Linked DNA regions of Hordeum vulgare: regions 1 and 3 are each linked to region 2. A link is a contact called in public Hi-C data. All regions are on one chromosome and are shown on one strand. The core of a region is the stretch at or near the end of the contact, and the rest is flanking DNA. Distances in the headings are between cores, read along the strand shown. Region 1 has its middle 87 kb from the start of LOC123401776. Region 2 has its middle 170 kb from the start of LOC123403208. Region 3 has its middle 100 kb from the start of LOC123406045.

Region 1 (2,979 bases), core at 289-2,788, 570 kb after region 2:
ATGACCGGAGTTGCAGCGCCTTTGTCGATCGTTCGCAACAGTCACCATTGCAGTGCCGACGATGCTTGAGTACATCTTCGGCGTTGCTTCACCGCAAACTAGCAACACTAGATCGGTGCTCTCTACAAAAACCGGGTGCACCCTCTGTAGTATCGATGATGCTTGACCGCCGCACTCTACAACACCGGCAGCAACAAGGCAAGCATGTGGCGCTGCAGGTCCACAGAGGTGTTGCTGTTCGTTAGTTGCTAGAGTTTGTTCCCCGCCGCGGCAGCAGCTCCATCGATCGCGTTGGAGAGGGCTCAAGTATGGGGGAGAGGGGGGGTCGATGCAGGTGTTGTTGGCCATTGGCTGCTGGAGTTCGCCCCAGCTGTAGCAACAGCAGATCCGTCGATTGAGGGGGAGAGGGCACCGTCTCGGGAAGGTGAGAAGTGGGTTGTTGATTGAATTTTGATGGCGAGAGGAGAAGAGTGATGTGGGACTCTGCAGATCGTAAGGAAGAAGGCGACTCACTAGGCTGAGACGATAAGGTGGATGGGCAGTGTGGTGGGTTCCATGTAGAATGCGTGGCATGCGGCGAGCAAGGCTTATCTCTCCAAAGATGAGTCGGTTGAAATTGATCGTTTTCCTTAATTTTTCTTTTCTTTTATTTTATTTGTTATCTTTTATAAACTAAGCTCATGTTCCAAAATTGTTCTTAAATTTTGAAAAATGTTCTTGCTTTAAAAATATTTTAAATTTCAAAAATTGTCGCTGTTCAGAAACTGTTCATAAAATCAAAAAATGTTCTGAACTTTCCAAAATGCTGTTATTTTGTAAAAAACAAATTGCGAACGCTTTTTGGCATTAAAATATGTTCCCAATTTTCAAATTTATTCCTAATTGCACAGAATGTTAACGTTTTTATGTTTCCGGAGTTTCAAAAGATGTCCCAGTTTCATAATTGTTCACAAGTTTCAAAAAATGTTCGTCTTTTTAAATTTTGTGTAGGATTTTCAAGATATGTTCGTGTCTCCACATATTTTTAAAATCATGAACCATTTTCCCTAATTCCAAAATAAAATTGGGAAACGAACATATTTTGAAATTTCTAAACAAGATTTTTAAAAACATGAAAAAGTTGAAATCTGAACAATTTATTAAATTTTACGAAATATTTGAAAAACATAAACATTTTGTAAAAATGGTACGTTTAATAAAAATATATTTAATATTAGTTTTTAAATTCATGAGCATTATTTGAAATTCTTGGACATTTTATGAAAACGATTACTTTTGGAAAACTAACTAAATCTGAAATATAGTTGTAATTTCCAAAATAAAAAATAGGAAAAAAAGAACAAGGCAAGAAAAAATAAAAAGAAAGGTAAACAGAAAAGGAAAAAAACAATTCACGAACCATCTTGAAGGTTCCCAAAATCGATAAAACCGAATGGGAATTTCTGGAAGGTTTCTAAAACCGGAAGCACTGCTACATTTTAACGGACTCGCCCAGCTTTAGCTCTGGACCGCCAGCCCTGTGCCGTATCTCGACAGTTTGACGCAAAGAGCGCTCCATAGAAGCTACCGCTCCATCATTTTTGGAACTGAACCTTTTAAACAGGGGAGCGCCTATTCAGCGCCGCCGAATCAAACCTGCGCTGACAACGGATCCGGGTTGGCCGGCCCATGAATACGCAGATGCATCGAAAAAACCCTAGAAAATTTTATTGCATGGTGAACTCGAACTCAAGCCGCTGCGTTGCTGCGGGTGCTTTCTAACCAATAGAGCCACCTTATAATACTGATCTATATTACCGCGAGACGTTCAAGGACAATTACAGCCGTACCGGTCCAAAATTTAGAAGTTCATATATTAAAAGGAAAGTTTATGATTTTTTCAAAAAGAAAAGGTTCAAGTATTGAAAAAAGATCACAAGAGTTGAAAAAATTTCACCAATTCGAGAAAAATATCATAAATTTGAAAAAGTTCACGGAATTTGAAATAGTCCACTAATTTTAGAAAAGTTCACGAGTTTGAAAAAAGTGCACAGATTGAAAAAATTCATGAAAAATTTGAAAAAGTTTACAAAATTCAAATTAGTTCAGGAAAATTAAAAAAATCACCAATTTTGCAAAAAGTTCATCGATTTCCATGAAAAGTTCACGAATTTTGAAAAATTACAATGATTTTAATAAATGTTCATCGAATTTTAAAAAGAATTCAATGGTTTTTTAAAAAGGTCAACTGATTTGAATTTTTTTTATGAAAATCCTGTTATTTTTTCACAGCATTATTAAAAAATAAAAGGAAAAGCAAAACGACTAAGGCAAATGAAAAAAGAAAAAAGTAAAGATAATACAAAACTGGAAAGAAATTGGCACGGAGTTGAAGTTGGTGTGGTGGTTTTTATGTGTTTTGCCAAACCCCTCCGTAGCAGGATCGAATCCTGTCGTACGCACTCGATAGTTATGTTGTTTTGCAGGTATTACACAGATAAGAAAGCTAGTTGGGACGGCCCAGCGCTGGGGGCTGCAAGCGTCCGTTTGCAAAATTACACCAGAACGGACACATGTGACGCCAAATAGAATTTGCAGGGAGCTCCTACGATTCCCTCGGGCAGATAGGGTGGTCGACCCAGTTCTTTTTTTTCGGTTGCTTTTTTTTATTTTTTTATTTTTTTATTTCCTTTTTATCTTTTTGGTTTGTTTTTTATTTCTTTTAAATATTTATATGAAAATAGAGAAATGTTGAATTTTTTAAAACATGAACTTTTTTTACAATAGAGAACAAATTGGAATACCCGAACAAATTTTGAAAGCATGAACATTTTCTGAATCTTCATAACAAATTTTATAACCGAAAACAATTTTGAAAATCGTGAACAAACTTGGAAGTGTGAATAATTTTAAAGCACACACATTTTTAAATCATGAGAACAGAATATTGAAACAAAGAACAATTTTGAAAAATCCCGAACAAATTTTAAAGCACGAACA
Region 2 (3,007 bases), core at 482-2,981:
GAATTTTGTTCAATTCGAATAATGTTCACAGTTTGATAATTTTATATTTTCTGTTTCTGTTTTTTAAGGTTATTTTATCCTTTTGCTAAATAAGTTCATGTTCGAAAATTCTTCCTAAATTTCGATTATTTTCTTGCTTTCACAAGAATATTCTAAATTTCAATAATTTTTGTCTTTAAAGAAATCTTCATAAGTTCAAAAAATATTAAATATTTTCAAAAAATGTATTTTTCATTTTTATTACTTTTTTCAGAGGTTCATGTTTCTGAATTATTTAGAATTTTAGAAAATATCATGTATTTAGAAAGTTTTCAATATTTCCAAAAATGGAAGTGTTTTGAAAATTTATTCATAAATTAATAAAATATTTCATTTCAATGAATTGATCACAAATTTTCATTAAATGTTTTTTATTTTCAATTTTTCGCTCAGATCTTAGAAATTTGTTCACGTTTTAAATATGGTTCACCAAATTGAAAATATGTTTGTCATTTAAAAAAAAATTCCCGGATTCATTTTTTTTAAAATTCTAAAAAACTCCCATTTTAATAAACTAATACAAACTTTTGTTAGTTTAAAAATAGTGCACGTTTCCAAATTTGGTTGAGAAAATTGAAAATACGTTCGGCATTTCAAAAAATAACATTTCCAAATTTAGTTCACAAAATTTCAAATATGTTCGTCATTGAAAACAATGTTTCTGTTTTGATAGTTTATCCACAAATTCTAGAAAAATATTAGTATTTTACAAAAAATATTCACGTATCAAAAAATGTTCATGTTTCTAAATTTGGTTGACAAATTGTAAAGACTTTCGTATTCTACAATTATTCACGATTTCAGATTTTGTCCCTATTTAAAAATTTGAAATTGTTTGGAATTGAAAAAATGTTCCTGTTTTCATAATTTGTCCACAAAATAATACATTATTTCCGTTTTGATAACAAATCCAAAAATTGGGCAATTATTTTAATACTTCTTCGTTTTTAAATGTTAGGATGTGCCGCTGGGACGCCCTATGCAGCGCTGCACGTGCTCGTTAACGATCCGTCGTCTGCAGCACTGCTAACTTGGGCCGGCCCAGTAGATTGCTGTCTTGTATTTTTTTATTTTATTTGTTACGAAAAACAAGATAATCAAAAATACTTTACAGATTTAAATAACAAAGTTTCATCCATTTGAAAAAACGTTTATGTCTTTAAAAAAGGATCATCACTTTTGAAAAAGTTCATCAATTTTTTAAAAAATCAATGGAAATTCAAAAAAGTACATCAATTTAGGAAACATTCATTAAATTTTGAAAAATTCATGTTTAAAAAAAAGTTCATTGAACTATAAAGCAGTTCGTAAATCTTCAAAAGTTCATAAATCTTCAAAAACATCATCGATATCCAAAAAAGTTCAGCAATCTTAAAATTTATTCGCTCACATTTCAAAAAAATTCATAGATATTAAATAAGTTCATATAATTTGAAGAAAAAAGCGCCACAAGCGCCTTCGTCGGCCCTTTTCCAATACCATAGGCTCCTGTGGCGCGAAATAGAAAATGTCTCTGCCTCGATAGCTAGTTCTAAAGGTTAGTAGCCACGAGTCGTGAGTTCAAATTCACGCCAAATCAGCTATATTGTGCTGTTTTTTTATCCACCACTGGATGCTCCTGCGTGGGTCGGCCCATGCGAACACTGTCCTGTGTGATAGCCAGCCAGTCTGCCACTAAATGCGGTAGATAGGAGCGTATCTCCTATTCGGCGCCTTCAGCGCCGGCTAGGGACACCGGTGCCGACAGCGCTCCTGCTCATGTGCTGGCCCATGTAAAATTGCGTTTGTCGTTAAATTTTTTGAAAAAGTTCAGATTTACAAAAAAGTTTAATTATTATTAAAAAAACTTCAACGATTTTTGAAACATGTTCATGGATTTTCAAATTTTTTACAGAATTCGAAAAAAATCATCAATTTTGAAAAAAGTTCATCAATTTTTAAAAACAGTTCACTGATTTTGAAAAACGTTCATGTATTTTAAATTATGTTCATTGATTTTCAGAAATGTTCACAAATTTAAAAAAAAAACGTTGATTTTCAAAAAAAATCATTGATTTTTTTCAAAAATCACGGGCTAAAACAATTCACGGTTTACAAATGGTTCATGAATGATCTTTACATGGGCCAGCCATTGCGGAGCGCTGCAGGCGCCGGTTAGCAAATTTTGTCTGCAATCAATGACTGTGGCGCTAAATAGGGTTTTCGAGATAGGAGTTACTAGGGAAATAGCCCCGACGCTTGCACAAATAACGTTTCACTGTTATTGCGAGAATAACGAAATCACTAGTTAGCGAATACTCACAAGTTGTGACAAGTGGCGCACTGCATGCGTGCCACTTGTCGCAACCGGAGGGTTTTCCTTTTTTGGTATATCCATATTTTCAAAACGTTTTATCTCCTAAACCGTGCGTTCAAATCTCGAACCGTTTTCATCGTTGACTTTCTCGCGTCGAGATCTTTAAAACTAGATACCATGTTGATAGGTTTCGATGAACTTTTTTTTATGAAAAAACCGGAAGAAAAAAACCGAAAGAAAAAACCGTGCCTCACGCGATAGAAAAAAACAGAAAACACGCTTTTTTCCCTTTCCGAGAGGCACGGGTCGTCCCTCTCGCGAAGGCAAAACCGTGCCTCTCGCGGAAAAAAAGAGAGACGAAAAAACGAGTTTGTTTTCCTTTTCGGAAGAGGCACGGGCGTGCCTCTCGCAAAGGCATAACCGTGCCTTTTGCGGAAGCAAAACCGTGCCTCTCACAAAAAAAATAGAAAACGCGTTTTTTCCTTTCGTGAGACGCACAGGCCTGCCTCTCGCGAAGGCAAAACCGTGCCTTTCGTGGAAGCAAAACCGTGCCTCTCATAAGAAAAAGAAAACACGTTTTTTCCTTTCCAAAAGGCACGGCTGTGCCTTTCGCAAAGGCAAAACCGTGTCTTTGGTAAAAGCAAAATTGTTCCTCGCGCAAAACAAATGAAA
Region 3 (2,828 bases), core at 88-2,587, 690 kb before region 2:
TTCATTGCGACTCCGACGATGTTTCACTGTAGCGCGTAGCCGACGCGGTAGGTTCCATCGCAGCAGCCGACGACCGCTGGCGATGCTTCACTGCAGTGTGCAACCGGCGTGACGGGTTCTATTGCAGCACCCCGACTAAAGTTGTCAGAATCGTGACTCAAGTCTTCAAAATCTTACGATCTTATGATCCAAACTACCCACTACGATTCTACGATTTTGCTTATAGAATCTAAGTTTCTACGATCCTGATAGTTAGGATTATATGATTCGTGACCCTAGCAACAGAGCTCCGATCCGATTCAGAATCGCGATTCTGACAACTTTGATCCCGACAACCTCCAATGAAGCTTCACTGCAGAGCCATCGTCGCGCGGCGGTGCTCCATCGTTGCACTAACCGCCTCATCGAAGCTCCATCGCAGCACCCGAGCCGCCGATGAAGCTTCCCTGCAGCACGGCCACCGACGCATGATGCTTCATTGCATCGCGGCGGGGTGCTGCGGCGAAGCACGCGACGACAGTGTCGAATTGCTGCGACGCAGCACGACGGCGTGGGGTGCCAAGGGATCTTGGTGTGGTGAAGCACCCGGCGGCGATTCCAGACACGGCGGCGGTGGCAGCAGATGGGGCGACGCAACACGGTGATGGTGGCGACAGGAGCACATCTCAGTGCGGTGGCTGCTGCCATGGCTTGCGGTGCTTGGGGATAAGAGAAAGGAAAAAGACGGGGAAGAAATGTGAGCAGAGGAAGGAGATAAGGTTGGGTGGAAAAGCGACGGATGGACCATGCGAGGTGTCGCGTGGGAGAGGAGGCTTACATGAGTTTAAAATCACCCGGTTGATTCTAGTGCTTTTCCTACTTTTTGAGGGACGTCCTATGTGGCGCCTTCAGCGCCGGTGAAGGGAACTAGCGCGTGCGCACTTCTCCTCGTGGGCCGGCCCATGTAGAATGTGTTAATCATTAAACACTTAAAATAAAGTTTATAGAATTTTAAAAAGTCAGATTTGTGAAAAAAGTTCAATGATTATGAAAAAAATTCACTGATTTTTAAAATATGTTCGTGAATTTTCAAAAATTTCACAGAATTTGAAAACAAATCTTCGATTTTCAAAAAAGTTCATCAATTTTTAAGAACAGTTCATTGATTTTTAAAATGTTCACGAATTATAAATTACGTTAACCAATTTTTTTTTTAATATCGATTTTCAAAAAAGTTCACTGACTTCAAAAAAGGTTATCAATTAGGAAAAAAAAATCACAGACTAAACTACAGACAGGATCTCTAGATGGGCCGGCCAATTACGAAGCGCTGCAGGTGCCGGCTAGCAACATTTGCCTGTAACTGGCGCCTGTGGCGCTAAATAGAGTTTGCCAGCTTTTGATCCGTGGAACTTGGGCCGCATTAAACATGCTCGGGTCTGCCGAGCAGGCCGGCAGACTAGCGAGCAAACACATGCGCCTGTGGGACCTAAAATGGGCCGGAGATATTTATTGACTATTGAGTTCGGCCGAAAGAAATTAGGATTTTAGTTTCCATAAAACTGGATTTTTGATTTAGCAGATAAACATAATATTTGGTTTAGAAAATGAGAAATTATACTAAATTAGAAAGAACTTCACTTATTACAAAAAGTTTGCAAAACTAGAAAAAAATAACAGATTTTAAAAAAGATCATGAAAGCAAGAAAACATATTTTTTAAAAATGTTCAAAAAATTAAGAATATGCCTGTACTTTTTATAAATCGACTAGTTTTAGAGAATATGCTTGAATTAATTTGTTTTCACAAAATTATGAAAAGTGCAAAACTAAAAAAACTTCACAGATTTTAAAAAAGATCATGAAAATAGGAAAACATACTTTAAAAAATGTTAAAAAAATTAAGAATATGCCCGTACATTTTTCTAAAAGCTACGATTTTTATAAAACATGCTTTAATTAATTTGCTTTCACAAAATTAAGAAAAGTAACAAATTTATAAAACTGTTCAAGAATATTAAAATATGTAACTGTTTTCTTCAATTGTTCATCAATTATGGACGATAAAAAAACAAAGATACGCAAAAAAAAGGAAAAAAAAAAAACAGAAATAAAGAGCGGAAAAAACGACTCCAACATATTGGTTTCCCTAAGAGTAGTAGTACCAGCCTTTTTGTAACATAAAGGGTAGTACTGATTCTTTCCTTCAATTATACACTAAGCTCACAAAACATGTGATTATATGAGTAAATGAGGAAATATTGTATACATCATGGGTATACATTAGAGTGGATAATTGAACTTCATGCATTTAAATGAACAACTTTGCTTTAGGGTACAAGGCCAACCCATGTAAATATTTCTTTTCAAAAGTCCCAACATATTGGTTTGTCATTTTCAATCGCCCTGTCCAATTACCCTCTGCGGGACCAATTGAGGTCCCAAGGCCATTGTTACACATGTTAAAACAAGCATAGTAAGGATTTTATAGCTTACTTAAATAGTATTTTATACTCATATGCAGGCGAAATTAATAGCCATGCTCTTACATGGGTTTCTTTTTTTGCGAACCCTCATGTGAGCTATGATTGGATGTCCCGTGTCTTGACTGGTCATTTTGTAATGAAGTCATTTGATTACTTTTAGTACAAACCAAGGGTTCTATTGTAGAACACATGTCCATATCAAATTTCAAAAATAATAGTCACAATGATGACACGACTAGTCCACATCCCAACATAAGTCACACGAACTCTTCTATGAGGACCATGCTAGGAGAACACCATGCCCTAGACATATTACGTATTTGTATTTATTTCTTTTGTATCCCTAAAAAATATTTCTTTTTGT

The links. Hi-C and Micro-C count contacts between places; a contact is called where the count stands out from the background.
Region 1: a contact with region 2 is called in a Hi-C map of leaf, with 7 times the contacts expected there. The contact joins two enhancer-like sites. A contact is called at or near these places in 2 of 6 Hi-C or Micro-C datasets (leaf and seedling).
Region 3: a Hi-C map of seedling shows a contact between it and region 2, with 6 times the contacts expected there. The contact joins two enhancer-like sites. A contact is called at or near these places in 3 of 6 Hi-C or Micro-C datasets (leaf and seedling).

What each region holds. Positions count from the first base shown.
Region 1 is chr6H:400,301,388-400,304,366 of MorexV3_pseudomolecules_assembly, forward strand. No RefSeq gene overlaps it. Among protein-coding and RNA genes, the nearest start is that of LOC123401776, 87 kb to the right of the region's middle. Within about 2 kb of position 1,539, at least 2 of the 3 cell types and tissues checked have open chromatin away from gene starts, as enhancers often do. A contact at or near this core is called in leaf, where this site is marked.
Region 2 is chr6H:399,736,055-399,739,061 of MorexV3_pseudomolecules_assembly, forward strand. No RefSeq gene overlaps it. Among protein-coding and RNA genes, the nearest start is that of LOC123403208, 170 kb to the right of the region's middle. Within about 2 kb of position 1,732, at least 3 of the 3 cell types and tissues checked have open chromatin away from gene starts, as enhancers often do. A contact at or near this core is called in leaf and seedling, where this site is marked.
Region 3 is chr6H:399,044,899-399,047,726 of MorexV3_pseudomolecules_assembly, forward strand. No RefSeq gene overlaps it. Among protein-coding and RNA genes, the nearest start is that of LOC123406045, 100 kb to the left of the region's middle. Within about 2 kb of position 1,338, at least 3 of the 3 cell types and tissues checked have open chromatin away from gene starts, as enhancers often do. A contact at or near this core is called in leaf and seedling, where this site is marked.